Regions from separate parts of the Mus musculus genome. Here regions 1 and 3 are each linked to region 2. Evidence: chromatin contacts called from public Hi-C data. All regions are on one chromosome and are shown on one strand. The core of a region is the stretch at or near the end of the contact, and the rest is flanking DNA. Distances in the headings are between cores, read along the strand shown.

The links. A called contact is a pair of places that touch in the nucleus more often than the background predicts.
Region 1: a contact with region 2 is called in a Hi-C map of bone marrow-derived macrophages, with 45 read pairs. The contact joins two enhancer-like sites. A contact is called at or near these places in 8 of 484 Hi-C or Micro-C datasets (the HPC-7 cell line, the N1E-115 cell line, bone marrow-derived macrophages and 4 more), 18 of 115 datasets of contacts at active chromatin or transcription factors (VIP interneurons, bone marrow-derived macrophages, craniofacial prominence and 14 more) and 3 of 9 other capture datasets (adipose tissue, bone marrow-derived macrophages and liver).
Region 3: a Hi-C map of bone marrow-derived macrophages shows a contact between it and region 2, with 40 read pairs. The contact joins two enhancer-like sites. A contact is called at or near these places in 1 of 15 datasets of contacts at CTCF or cohesin (the NIH/3T3 cell line), 4 of 484 Hi-C or Micro-C datasets (bone marrow-derived macrophages, cerebral cortex, nephron progenitors and 1 more) and 3 of 115 datasets of contacts at active chromatin or transcription factors (bone marrow-derived macrophages, embryonic stem cells and microglia).

Annotation. Positions count from the first base shown.
Region 1 is chr11:105,367,552-105,371,088 of GRCm38.p6, forward strand. All of the region lies in intron 10 of Marchf10 (membrane associated ring-CH-type finger 10), which reads right to left. LOC115487808 (a long non-coding RNA gene) reads left to right here. Exons shown (of 2, transcript XR_003949780.1): 2 at 1-2,480. Among named protein-coding and RNA genes, the nearest start is that of Mrc2, 77 kb to the left of the region's middle. Within about 2 kb of position 1,495, at least 8 of the 459 cell types and tissues checked have an H3K27ac peak or open chromatin away from gene starts, as enhancers often do. A contact at or near this core is called in bone marrow-derived macrophages, where this site is marked.
Region 2 is chr11:105,565,327-105,569,272 of GRCm38.p6, forward strand. It overlaps Gm39422 (a long non-coding RNA gene), which reads left to right. Exons shown (of 4, transcript XR_880251.2): 2 at 2,891-2,997. Among named protein-coding and RNA genes, the nearest start is that of Gm39422, 14 kb to the left of the region's middle. Within about 2 kb of position 1,970, at least 39 of the 459 cell types and tissues checked have an H3K27ac peak or open chromatin away from gene starts, as enhancers often do. A contact at or near this core is called in bone marrow-derived macrophages, where this site is marked.
Region 3 is chr11:105,418,678-105,422,303 of GRCm38.p6, forward strand. All of the region lies in intron 4 of Marchf10 (membrane associated ring-CH-type finger 10), which reads right to left. Among named protein-coding and RNA genes, the nearest start is that of Gm39417, 29 kb to the right of the region's middle. Within about 2 kb of position 2,259, at least 35 of the 459 cell types and tissues checked have an H3K27ac peak or open chromatin away from gene starts, as enhancers often do. A contact at or near this core is called in bone marrow-derived macrophages, where this site is marked.

The DNA of each region.
Region 1 (3,537 bases), core at 245-2,744, 200 kb before region 2:
AAATTTTACTAATATTATAAGGAAACTTTCTCCTATGTTTCTGTTGCTACTAGGAAACTTTCTCATGCCCAAGCTGCTTACATATTCTGTTATGTCCTGTGCCCTTGGAAACCAATCACGATAGAAATCAGAACTGCTTTGTGTAGTTACCCACAATAAGCTTGGACCCCAACCAACTACCCAGCAGCACTTCCTGCGCCTGTGTGTGAGCTTTTATGGTATTTGATTTTATAAGTTACCCCTGGGATGGACCTCCAACATAAGAGAGACACCCGCACCAATATAAGAAACTGTCTGGAATAAGACTTCTGTTCTGAGTAGTGGTTGAATAGAGTTTAAGTTCCTAAGACCTCCCTGGGAACTGACATCCTACTTGGCAGAGACATGTATGTGGGAAACTGACATCCTGGTTGGCAAGTTAAGACATGAATGTTAGACAAGGCAAGTCCCCTACCTCAGTTGAATACCCCAACCAATGAGGGCAGCATAAGTGTACAACAAAGACGTGTTCCCAAGGAAATCCCTATCCCTAAATCCTGATTAGTGGAATAACTTGGCCCAGATGTTGGTGGATTTTAGGCTTAAAGCCCTGTAGGATCTTAACTCAGCTCCTGAGCCTGGATCGTGGCCCTGATCAACCAGCCCTGGGCCTATACTTCACAAACAATCCATCTCTGACTGAGGTTGGTGTTCATGTGGGTTGTGAGGTGACTCCTGGACCCCCAACGTTATAGAGATATGGATTTTGTCTCTCAACTTGATCTTAAGATCCTCAAAGAAAGGGAGGCATCAGAGTATCACATACAGTCACTTTCTTTGATTGAGTCTCATCTGTGAGAGTTGGTTCCCATTGCTGGCTTGATTAAGAAACACCTAGGGTGTTAATGAGGCTCATCATGGGTGTGTCTGTGAGGGAGGAAGACCCACCCTGAATGGGAGTAGAGCCATCCCATGGGCTGTTGTCTAGGACTAAGTAAAGAATAAAAGGAATCAGGCATGGTGGCACACACCTTTACTCCCAGAACACAGAGAGGGGGGAGCAGACAGACCTGTGAGGTCATAAGCCAGCCTGCTTGGTCTACATATTGAGTTCCAGGCCAAGTGGGGATACACAGAAAGCTCTTGCTTCAAAAAACCAAACAACAAAACGTTAAAAGAGAAAAGCCACTATTCACCTCTCTACGCTTTCTAGTCTGCTGAGATGTGAGTGGGTTTTCTCCTGATCCTGCCGCCTCAGACAAGCTGGGCTCACCACCACGTGCTTCCTGCTCTGTTGAATATATGTCCCCTCGAACTATGCACCAAAAATAAATCCTTCCTTCAGTTGCTGTCTATCTGTCTGTCTGCCTTCCTGTCTGTCTTTTTTTTCCAGGTATTTTATCACACTGATAGGAAAGTGATCTATCACCTCAGCCCCCCAGGACAGCACAGTGCATGCTGCATTGAGGAAGTGACAGTCACCACCCTTGAGAGCCTGTGTCACAGGGTCTCATCATGACACAAGCAAGAAGCCTGCTATGGGGAACTTCTCCAGTCCCGCTAGCAAAGGAGTGAGGCGTCTCTTCTGGATTCAGTCCATCCCCTTTGCCAAAGGCTACCTACTCCAGTTCTGGGAATCCCGACACAAAATCCAGAAGCAAGTGGATTTGACACTCTACTAGCTTCCTGTTTTCGTGATGATGTTTCTTTTTTTAAAAGATTGAGGGCTGGAGAGATGGCTCAGAGGTTGAGAGCACTGACTGCTCTTCCAGAGGTCCTGAGTTCAATTCCCAGCAACCACATGGTGGCTCACAACCATCTGTAATGGGATCTGGTCTGTGTGTGTGTCTGCTTTCAACACGGGTTTCCTCATCAAGGAAGGTTTTGGGATTCTTTGACATGTACTCTCTCTCTCTCTCTCTCTCTCTCTCTCTCTCTCTGTGTGTGTGTGTGTGTGTGTGTGTGTGTGTGTGTGTGTGTGTGTGTGTGTGAGTGTAGTGACTAGGAAGGCCAGAAGAGGGTGTTGGACTCCTAGCGCTGGAGTTAGGCTGTTGTGAGCCCCCTAATGCTAATGTGGGTCTCCTTCAGGAGCAACACGACTCTTAACCGCTGAGCTGTCTCTCCAGCCCCCGTGGAAACCTCTTCACGGGCTGTTTATAACCAGTCACTGCTTCATGCTTGGAGTGGGTGAGATGTATTTCAAGGCTTCCCAAGTTAAATGTGAGCTGGTTAAGTGTGAGAAACTGGTCCCTTCCGCTCTGGTTCCCAGCTTGCTTCTGACACCACTTTATTCCTCGTCCAGAGCGATTCGCCAGAAGTTTCCTGCGATGCGATGCTGTAGGGCCTTGATCTCCACCCACGAGACTGCACTGTCGGGTCTGTGCATGTTTGTTTTGTGGCCTCACTGGCTGATGTTGCTTCTGTTTGCTGGCCATCTGTGACCCACATCAACCCAGATGCTTTGAAGTTCAATGTGTAATAAAAAAGTTCTTTAAAAGATATGGGATTATGAAAATGAAGTCACAGAAATGTTAACAAAGGATCATTTCCTGCTTCTGGTCCTTTTCCTTTTCCTTTTTTTTTTTTTTTTTAATATTTCTATGAAGAATTTATGTCACCATTAAAACCATGGGAGGTTACAGAAGGGCAGGCCTGGGTCACAGAGAGGATGAGATTCCTCCAAAGACAGGTTGGCAGAAACCCAGCCTGGTTTTTTTTTGTTTGTTTGTTTGTTTGTTTGTTTTGTTTTTAATTGAACACTCAGGGTCTGAGGAAGAAATTTAACCCAGGAAAAAGTCAAAATGGGCCTACAATTCCTGTAACCAATGGAAGCTGATAAATTCAGCATTTTCTCTCTTAGAGTCTCACATCCTAGGCCAGCCTTGAAATTGCTATGTAACCCGAGGATGGCCTTGAACTTCTGACCCCCTGCCTCAGTCTCCTGAGTGCTGGAATACGTGGCCGGCTCTGGCTTGGGTGGTTCTGGGGATCAAGCCCATAGTTTCATGCATACTGGACATGCACTTTGTCAACTGAGTTGCATCCAGTGTGAAATTTCCTTCTTTTGCTTTTGAAATAAGGCTTTGCCATGTAGACCAGGCTGGCCTTGAACTTAGAGTTCCATCTACCTCTGGCTCCCCAGCGTGGGGATTTAGGGCCCTGAATCCAGTGCTTTTAATAGAATGGTTCCATGCAGCTCACAGTGGTCCACGGAACTGCAACTTGTATAAAGAGGGTCGAGCATGGCTGCCTATACGGGCTCCAGCCTATGGGCGGTGATGGTGTTGGGAAATGTCCGCAGTCCACTTGAGGAAGAGGAGGAAGAGGAGGAAAACAGAGAAGGGAGGAAGAGAAGGATAAAGAACAAAGCAAAGAGAAAGAGGGGTTCAGGGCTGGGGTGCAGGTGACAGAGATTGCGTCCAGCACCACCAGAGGCTTGACCACTGCCATACTGGCTCCTCCTCCTGCCGTACCCCAGCATGAGCAGATATCAGGAGCAAAGCCTTGTGGGGCATCCTGGGAGTCCCAACACTGGCAGTGTAGTCAGCTGCTGGCATG
Region 2 (3,946 bases), core at 720-3,219:
AAACCCAAGAAAAAGACCATCTCTCAGAACTGGAGTAGACACCCATCACCACTCAAGTACAGCACACAGTTTGTTTCTGTGCCTTGCTTTCTTCTCTATCCATCATCTGAGGCCACATTAACACCATAATCCCTTCACTGGCCACGGCCTCATCCACATCTCATCTACCCCTTCAGTGCCACACTGCTAGCAGCAACACATTTTATCCTGTTATGTGTGAATTTCACCTTATGGATCCTAGTTTCTTGGAACATAAATTTGACATCCTTTTTGTACCTATTATAAGTGACCTATGTACTATATCCTAACAAATATCTATTGAATTGTTAAATTTGATGAAGAATATTTTGGTAATGAACAGTTGTCCATCATGTGTTCTAGCACAGACCCTTCCAACCACTAGTTGATATATATTTTTTACCCCAGGGGGCTGTAGAGAAGGCTTAGTAGTTAAGAACTACTGCCTTCCAGATTACTGCATTAAATTCTTTGTGCCCATGCTGGTGATCCATAGCCACCTGCAAGTCTAGCTCCAGGGGGATAGGAGCCTCTGTAAGCTCCCACACATGCATGCACATGCACATACCCATCCCTCCACTTGCATCCATCTAATACAGGTGATTTTTAAATTAATTTTTATTATGAGATTTCATAAAGACAACTAAAACAGACAAGAGAAACCTTTAAGTTATTCTTGGGAGGAAGACCCACCTGGGACAGGTCGGATGCTCACATCTTATCTTTAGCCTTCTGAAGTTCATCTGATGGTTGTTTGGTAACATTGTATCACTGTCAAAAGTCTAAGGCTGGTTGAAGTATATCCACAGGTGTGGCTTTTATGCCATTCTAATATGAGTCATTGTACTATTCCTGGATGCTAAAGAAATAAAAGGCAGGGGCCTCGAGATCTCCAGGGAATGGGAAATCTAATTGGAGCCTAAGACATACACACATAAAACAACCCGAGAAAGAATCCAAAGGAATATTTTAGCTGCAGGAAAATATGGTATAGTACAGACTAAAGCTGTAACTGATAAGTCTTTTGAGAAAATCACGCTTGGGATGTGGGGACCTCTCCCTGTCATCTTAGTGGCAATGTGTTTTTTAGATTCAGTCTCATTATATAACCCTGGATGGCCATGTCAGCCTCCCAAGTGCTGGGATTTCAGGTGTGTGCCACACACAACAAGGCTTCACGGTCATTGAAAAAGTGGTGAATCCTGGGTTTGAAGGCTAGAAGGGAGTAGGTAGAAGAGAAGGGGCATGGGTACTTTTTAATTTTGTTTGTCCTAACCAGAAAGGAGCACCCAGAAAACTCAGAGGTGAGATCATAAGTCATGGTTAGGCAACTACAGAAAGACAGTCTTGAGGAATCAAGAAAATATAGGAGGCTAGAGAGAACGTTGATAGAAGACATCAAATAGGTTTGTTTTTGAAATAATGTGGATTTCTCTTTCCCTTTTCAGTAGAAATAACCTTTACTGTCAATGGCCCAGTCAGACCCCTTAGCTGATATAATGATGATCCCAGCTTCCTAGGCTATTATTTGCAATAATTTCTGCCTTATGAGTGTAATGGGAAAAACACATTGCAAAGTGAATTACTTTTGAAATGTATTGCATGCTGACATTTGGGAAATTAGGTCCTGAATACAATGCGTCTTGATTATTTGATGTGCATTCCCACCATGAAAAAAAATTAATTCAGTGCAACGATTCCAAGAAGAAATATCTGCATGCTACATTAAAGCCCTGTTCCTTAGCAAGAGTCTGCCCCCAACTTTAGGTCACCATTCAGACAAATAACAATGGGCAGGAACTATTATTCCCTGCCTAAGTAATCTACAAGGGTCTGAAGCGTCCAGAAATGCCCTCATTCAAACATATTAGCCCATCTGTGCATCCATTCTGTTGCATCCCTTCTCTTGTGCACCAACTGCTTGCATGCCAGCAATGCCCCATGCTCAGCTGGCTTCCATTCACTTGCTGGAAAAAGCACAACCAAACTCTCATATGAAGAACAAATCACTCTTTGCTTCACCATTGCCACTCAGCAAATTCCTCTGACACTCTTGGCTCATCTTGTTATGAATAAGCATGTGCTTTGGCCCTTCCTCTTCTTGTGTAAGCTTTTCTGCTGCTAGGCTGCTGGACTGAGCACCAGCAATTTCAGAAATCCTGGCTACAGAAGCCCAGGTCAGGGCTGAGTCTGAGGAAAAGGCTTTTGAAATAGCACAAATGCTTCCCTTCTCAGCCAAAGCTCCCTTGTTTACTGAACATGTCTAATGAGCGTGTGAAACAGAGCAATGTTGTGAGAGAAAGAGGAGATGGGTAGGGAGAGAATAGAATCTCATATGAAGACAGGAAATCTGGACATTAACAGAGAATGCTAAACAAGAATAAGGAAATGAAGCAACAGTGAAGGGCCACTGATTTCCATGTACAAAAGACCAGGTTGGCCAGTGTGGTGGTGCATGTCTTTAATGCCAGCACTAGGGAGGTGAAAGCAAATGGATCTATGTGAATTCAAGACTTCCCAGCCTACAGAGTGAGCTCCAGGACAGCCAGGGCTACACAAAAAAACTCTGTTTGAAAAACAAACAAACAAACAAACAAACAACCCAACAAAACAACAAAAGACCAGGTTGTTGTTTTATACCATTAAACCATTAACCACGTTCCCCATTCCTTTGAGACCATGTCTTGTTGTATAGCCCATGAGCTTATGATCCTCCCGCTTCAGTGCTTACATTGTAAGTATATGCCAACATGCGCAGTCCATAACCATGCATTTTATGTGTATGAGTGTTCATATGTGTACACATGTATGGAAGCTAGAAGTCAAAGCCGGGTGTCTTCCCAAATGCTCTCAACCGTACCTTTTGTGGCAGGACCTCTCACTGAATCCAGAGCTTATCAGTTCAACCAGAAGAACTGGCCAGCAAGATCCAGACATCTTCCCCCTCCGCCCCTGCCCCCCAAAGCTGGGATTATAAAGGTACACCACTAATGCCTGCTTTCTACTAGGGTGCTGGAGATCCAAGTCTAGGTCCTAATGACTGTGTGGCAAACATTTTACTGACTGAGTTCTCTCTCTAACCCCGTAATCATGTCTTTGCATAAAATAAGATCCACACCATGAATCTGTATCTTAGAGGTAGAGGAACCTCAGTTTGAATCCTGGCTTTACTGTTAATTAGATTAGTGATCTTTTTTTAAAATATTATTTAACCTCTCTAAGTTTCTGCTTCCTGATAAGATGGGAAAGTGAATACTATCTGCCACAACAGGATTAGTGTGAGATAAAAAGATAATACCTATAAAAAGCGTCCTGTGCTACAGAGCATGCAGCACACACAAAACAAAATCTTGCTGTGTTCCTTTTGAAAAATTTAACTTCTTTACAGTAGATTGATTTAAATCCACCAATTAAATGAATCTCATATTACCTTTTAGGATAGTAAGTTATCATCTGTCTGATCTTTCTGATACATTTGTTTTCACTGAGTTGGTTTGTAACTGTCTATATAAATGTATCTCTAATTAAGTGTTTCTCTAGAGCAATGATTCTCAACCTGTGAGTCTTGACCCCTTTCGGGTTGAACGACCTTATCACAGGGTTTGCCTAAGACTATCTGAAATAATGATTATAATTCTTAACTGTAGCAAAATTAGAGTAAAATTAACTGTAGCAACGACATAATTTTGTGATTGAGAGTCAGTACAACATGAGGAACTGTACTAAAGGGTTGACACATTAGGAAGGTTGAGAACTATTGACCTAGAAGATCAGACATATGTTTATTTTTGAGACAGCCTCAAACTATGTAGCTCAGGCTAGCCTTGAAGTCACAATCCTATGGCCTCAGCTTTCCAAATGCTGGAACTAAAAGTATGTGCTACCAAAGCCTGCTCAGGCATGTGTTTAATAAATAGTTATTACGAGC
Region 3 (3,626 bases), core at 1,009-3,508, 150 kb before region 2:
ATCAAAGGGCCGAGAGCAGCATTCTCAACCTGTGGGTCACAACCCCAAAGGGGTTGCATATCATATTTACATTACAATTCGTACCAGTAGCAAGATTACAGTTATGAAGTAGCAATGAAATAACTTTATGGAACTTGAGGAACTGCAGTAAAGGGTCACAGCCCTAGGAAGGTTGAGAACCAATGGCCTAGGGGTGGGGTTTAAGAGGGTTTACCTTGCAAATTTAAGGAACCTGAGTTCTGTCCCCAGAACCTAAGCAAAGTTGCTGGATGTGGTGTGTTTGTAATCCCAACTAGGGGGGAGGGGAGACAGGAGAGTCCCTTGGTGTTCGGGCCAGCCAGGCTAGGCTAACTGGTGAGCTCCAGGCCAAAGAGAAACCAGATTCAAAAGATGGGGTGACACCCGAGGTTGTCCTCTGGCCTCCATGTGCACGTATGTTAAAAGTCATTATTAATTAAATTATAAAATTTCAGGGGTCACAAATGGGAGAGGGGACATGTGGCAGACGAGAGAAGAAGGGAGAAAGGTTCTCCTGTAGTCAGGGGAGAAGCAGTCAGAGTTTGGCTGAGGGGCTGGTGGACTGTGTGGCAAGACAGAGAAACCTCAAAGGCTGAGGTGAGGCCAGTGTGGACCAGGGCCGGGGCGACAGACACCCTCGGGTTCCACAGGACATGTTAGTTTCAAACAAAGTTTGGCTCCTATTTTAAAAGCCACAGAAGTGGCTTCAGCAGGCAGGCATACAGATGGGATTCGCTTGTCAACAACACTCTACCATATTACGATATGGAAAATGGGTTTTGGAGGCAGGTAAGAGAGGAGGGCTGGTTGGGAGGCCACTGAAGGAGCTCTGTGGTGACACCAGCTATGCAGATGGATCAAAGTTACATCGGCCCAGTGTAGCAGCTCAGGCCTGTAATCGCAGCACTCAGGAGGCTGAGGCAGGAGAATGAGGAGTTCGAGGATAGCTTGGGCCACAGAAACCAAACCACTACCAATAACAACAAAATTATACCAGGGAAGTAAGATGTGTAGGACTGACCCTGAACTCAACATGGGGGGAGGGAGATGCGGGGGTGGGGGTGGGGGGGGGAGTAGACTGTCAGATTTTAATGATATACACACTGAAGGAAGAATAAAGGGCCAAGCTGGGGGCTTAAGCTGGGGACTTTAGCGGGGGAGAGGGGGAGGCTGTGATCAGCTTGAGGTGTCTTTTTCAGATACCCAGGTAGAGGGAGTGAGAGGCAGTAGAGTTTTAAATCTGGAAATCGAAAGTGGGGTTTGAGCTGGAAGTGTAGATTTGGGAGTCTCTGGTAGTTAACCCCTCAACGCTGGCAGTTACAATGTTAAAGATAACTTTAAGAAAGCACACAGAGAGAAGGCAGCTTGGTGAGGCATGAGCTTGGATGGTGACAAGTGACATCTTTACAATCACACTCTACCCAGCTCCACCTGCAAGCTAAGCTGCAGGCGCCCAGCCACTGTAGTATGAGCAGGACCTGAGATTTCTGTCACCCGTGAAAGTCACAGATATTTTCACATCTCAGTACATTTTTTGCGGATGTCTCAAAATACCCTCTTCGCCCATCGCTTGTTAACTAACGTGTTAATAAGGAAGCACATACATTACAGAATCACAATTTTCTAAAAATATTTTGATGACTATTTCCATAAAAGTGGTTTCCTTTGAAAGCCCGTGTCTTATTTTTTGCCTGAAAACAATTCTAAGGAAATGAGTCTAAAGAGTTCACCGTGAGGCTCAGGAGATTTGTGGCTCAGAGGCTAAGAACGACCCTGCCCCCAACCCCAGGTAGAGAGTAAGATTAGAGCCACACCCTGAGGACCCCAGGATTCAGGAACAGTGTGGAGGAAGATGAGAAGAGGAGAGAAAGATAAAGTGCCTGCCGAGATGGGGAGGAAGTCAGGGCAAGAGTGGCTCTAAGGCCGCCGTCCCCCAGGGGGTGGTACTGGTGTGTGTGTGTGTGTGTGTGTGTGTGTGTGTGTGTGTGTGTGTGTGAGTGTGGCCAGCACCACACAAAGCTGCTCTGTGGGGAGATGTGGAAGTCACTTGACAAAGAGCATTTCTGGAGAACGACATGTGTGTGGAAACCAGATTGGAGTGGGCTGAGGAGAGAGGAGGAGGTGGGGAAATGGAGTCAGGCAGTGTAAATAATTCTTTGGGGAACTTGGGGTGTGAAGGAGAAGTTAGTGGAGGGGAGCGGGGGAAGGAAGGCTGTTCTGTCTCTTTTTAGATCATGACTACATGCTGATGGGAAAGCCCTCTGCAGGGTTGGCTGACGCAAGCAGCAGGGAAGGGCTGGACACGAGTGGGGGGATCCTAAGCACAGAGGGAGAGTTGGAAGTGGGTGAAAATAAGGAGTGAGGAGGAAGAGGAGATGGATTGGAAGCCTGGGAGAAAGGTTCTAGGTAAAGGAGCTGAGCAGCCTTGAGAACTACCTGGAGATTGCTGGCCCTGAGCCCATGCAAAGTCGCTGACATTTTCTTTAGCGGTAATGAATGAGATCCTTTGGGGTGACAATAACATGCAGGATGTGCCTCTGTGTGTGTGTGTGTGTGTGTGTGTGTGTGTGTGTGTAAAGGAAGAGGACACTTGAGACGCCTTGAGAACTGTGAGGCCAGGGTGTGGCTTGGTTATCTAAATGGATGCTGAAGTCATTAGATAATGTGTCTGGAGATCAGGAAGGGGACAGCAGAGAACCAATTGCCTGTCAGAGCCTCACTGAATAAGGGAGAGTAATCAGGAGACCAGCAGGAATGGCAAGAGGAGAAGAAGATGGAATCCAGCTGCACAAGCCAACGAAATGCAGGAACTGTGCTCTGGGAGCAGCAGCGTAGAGTCCTTCTCTTTCCTGGTCCTGAGGGCAGGAGTTAAAGTCATACAAACAGCACCCCTTGCAGGGGCAGTGTCGGGTAAGAGGCCATCTTCCTAACACCGAGATGGAGAAAGAACCTCTTGAGAAAAGACTCATGTACATTTCCTGTAACCTGACAGCCAGGTTGCTCACCACTTCTGCTTCCAACTCCCACGGCAGGATCTGAGTTCAAATCTAAAATTATCATTTTCTGTGAAGCTTTCCCTTGCTTTTGTTCCATCCATCCATCCATCCATCCATCCATCCATCCATCCATCCATCTTTCCATCCATCCATCCATCCATCCATCCATCCATCCATCCATCCATCCATCCATCTTTCCATCCATCCATCCATCCACCCATCTAGCCAATCATTTATGGTCCCACTATGTAACTTAGGTTGACCCACTGGGTACCAGGTTTACAGGTGTATGCCACCTGTACTGGCTAGTTTTGTGTCAACTTGACACAGCTGGAGTTACCACAGAGAAAGGCACTTCAGTTGAGGAAATGTCTCCATGAGATCCAGCTGTAAGGCATTTTCTCAATTAATGATCAAGGGGGAAAGGCCCCTTGTGGGTGGAACCATCTCTGGACTGGCAGTCTTGGGTTCTATAAGAGAGCAGGCTGAGCAAGCCAGGGGAAGCAAGCTAGTAAGGAACATCCCTCCATGGCTTCTGCATCAGCTCCTGCTTTCTGACCTGCTTAAGTTCCAGGCCTGACTTCCTTTGGTGATGAACAGCAGCATGGAAGT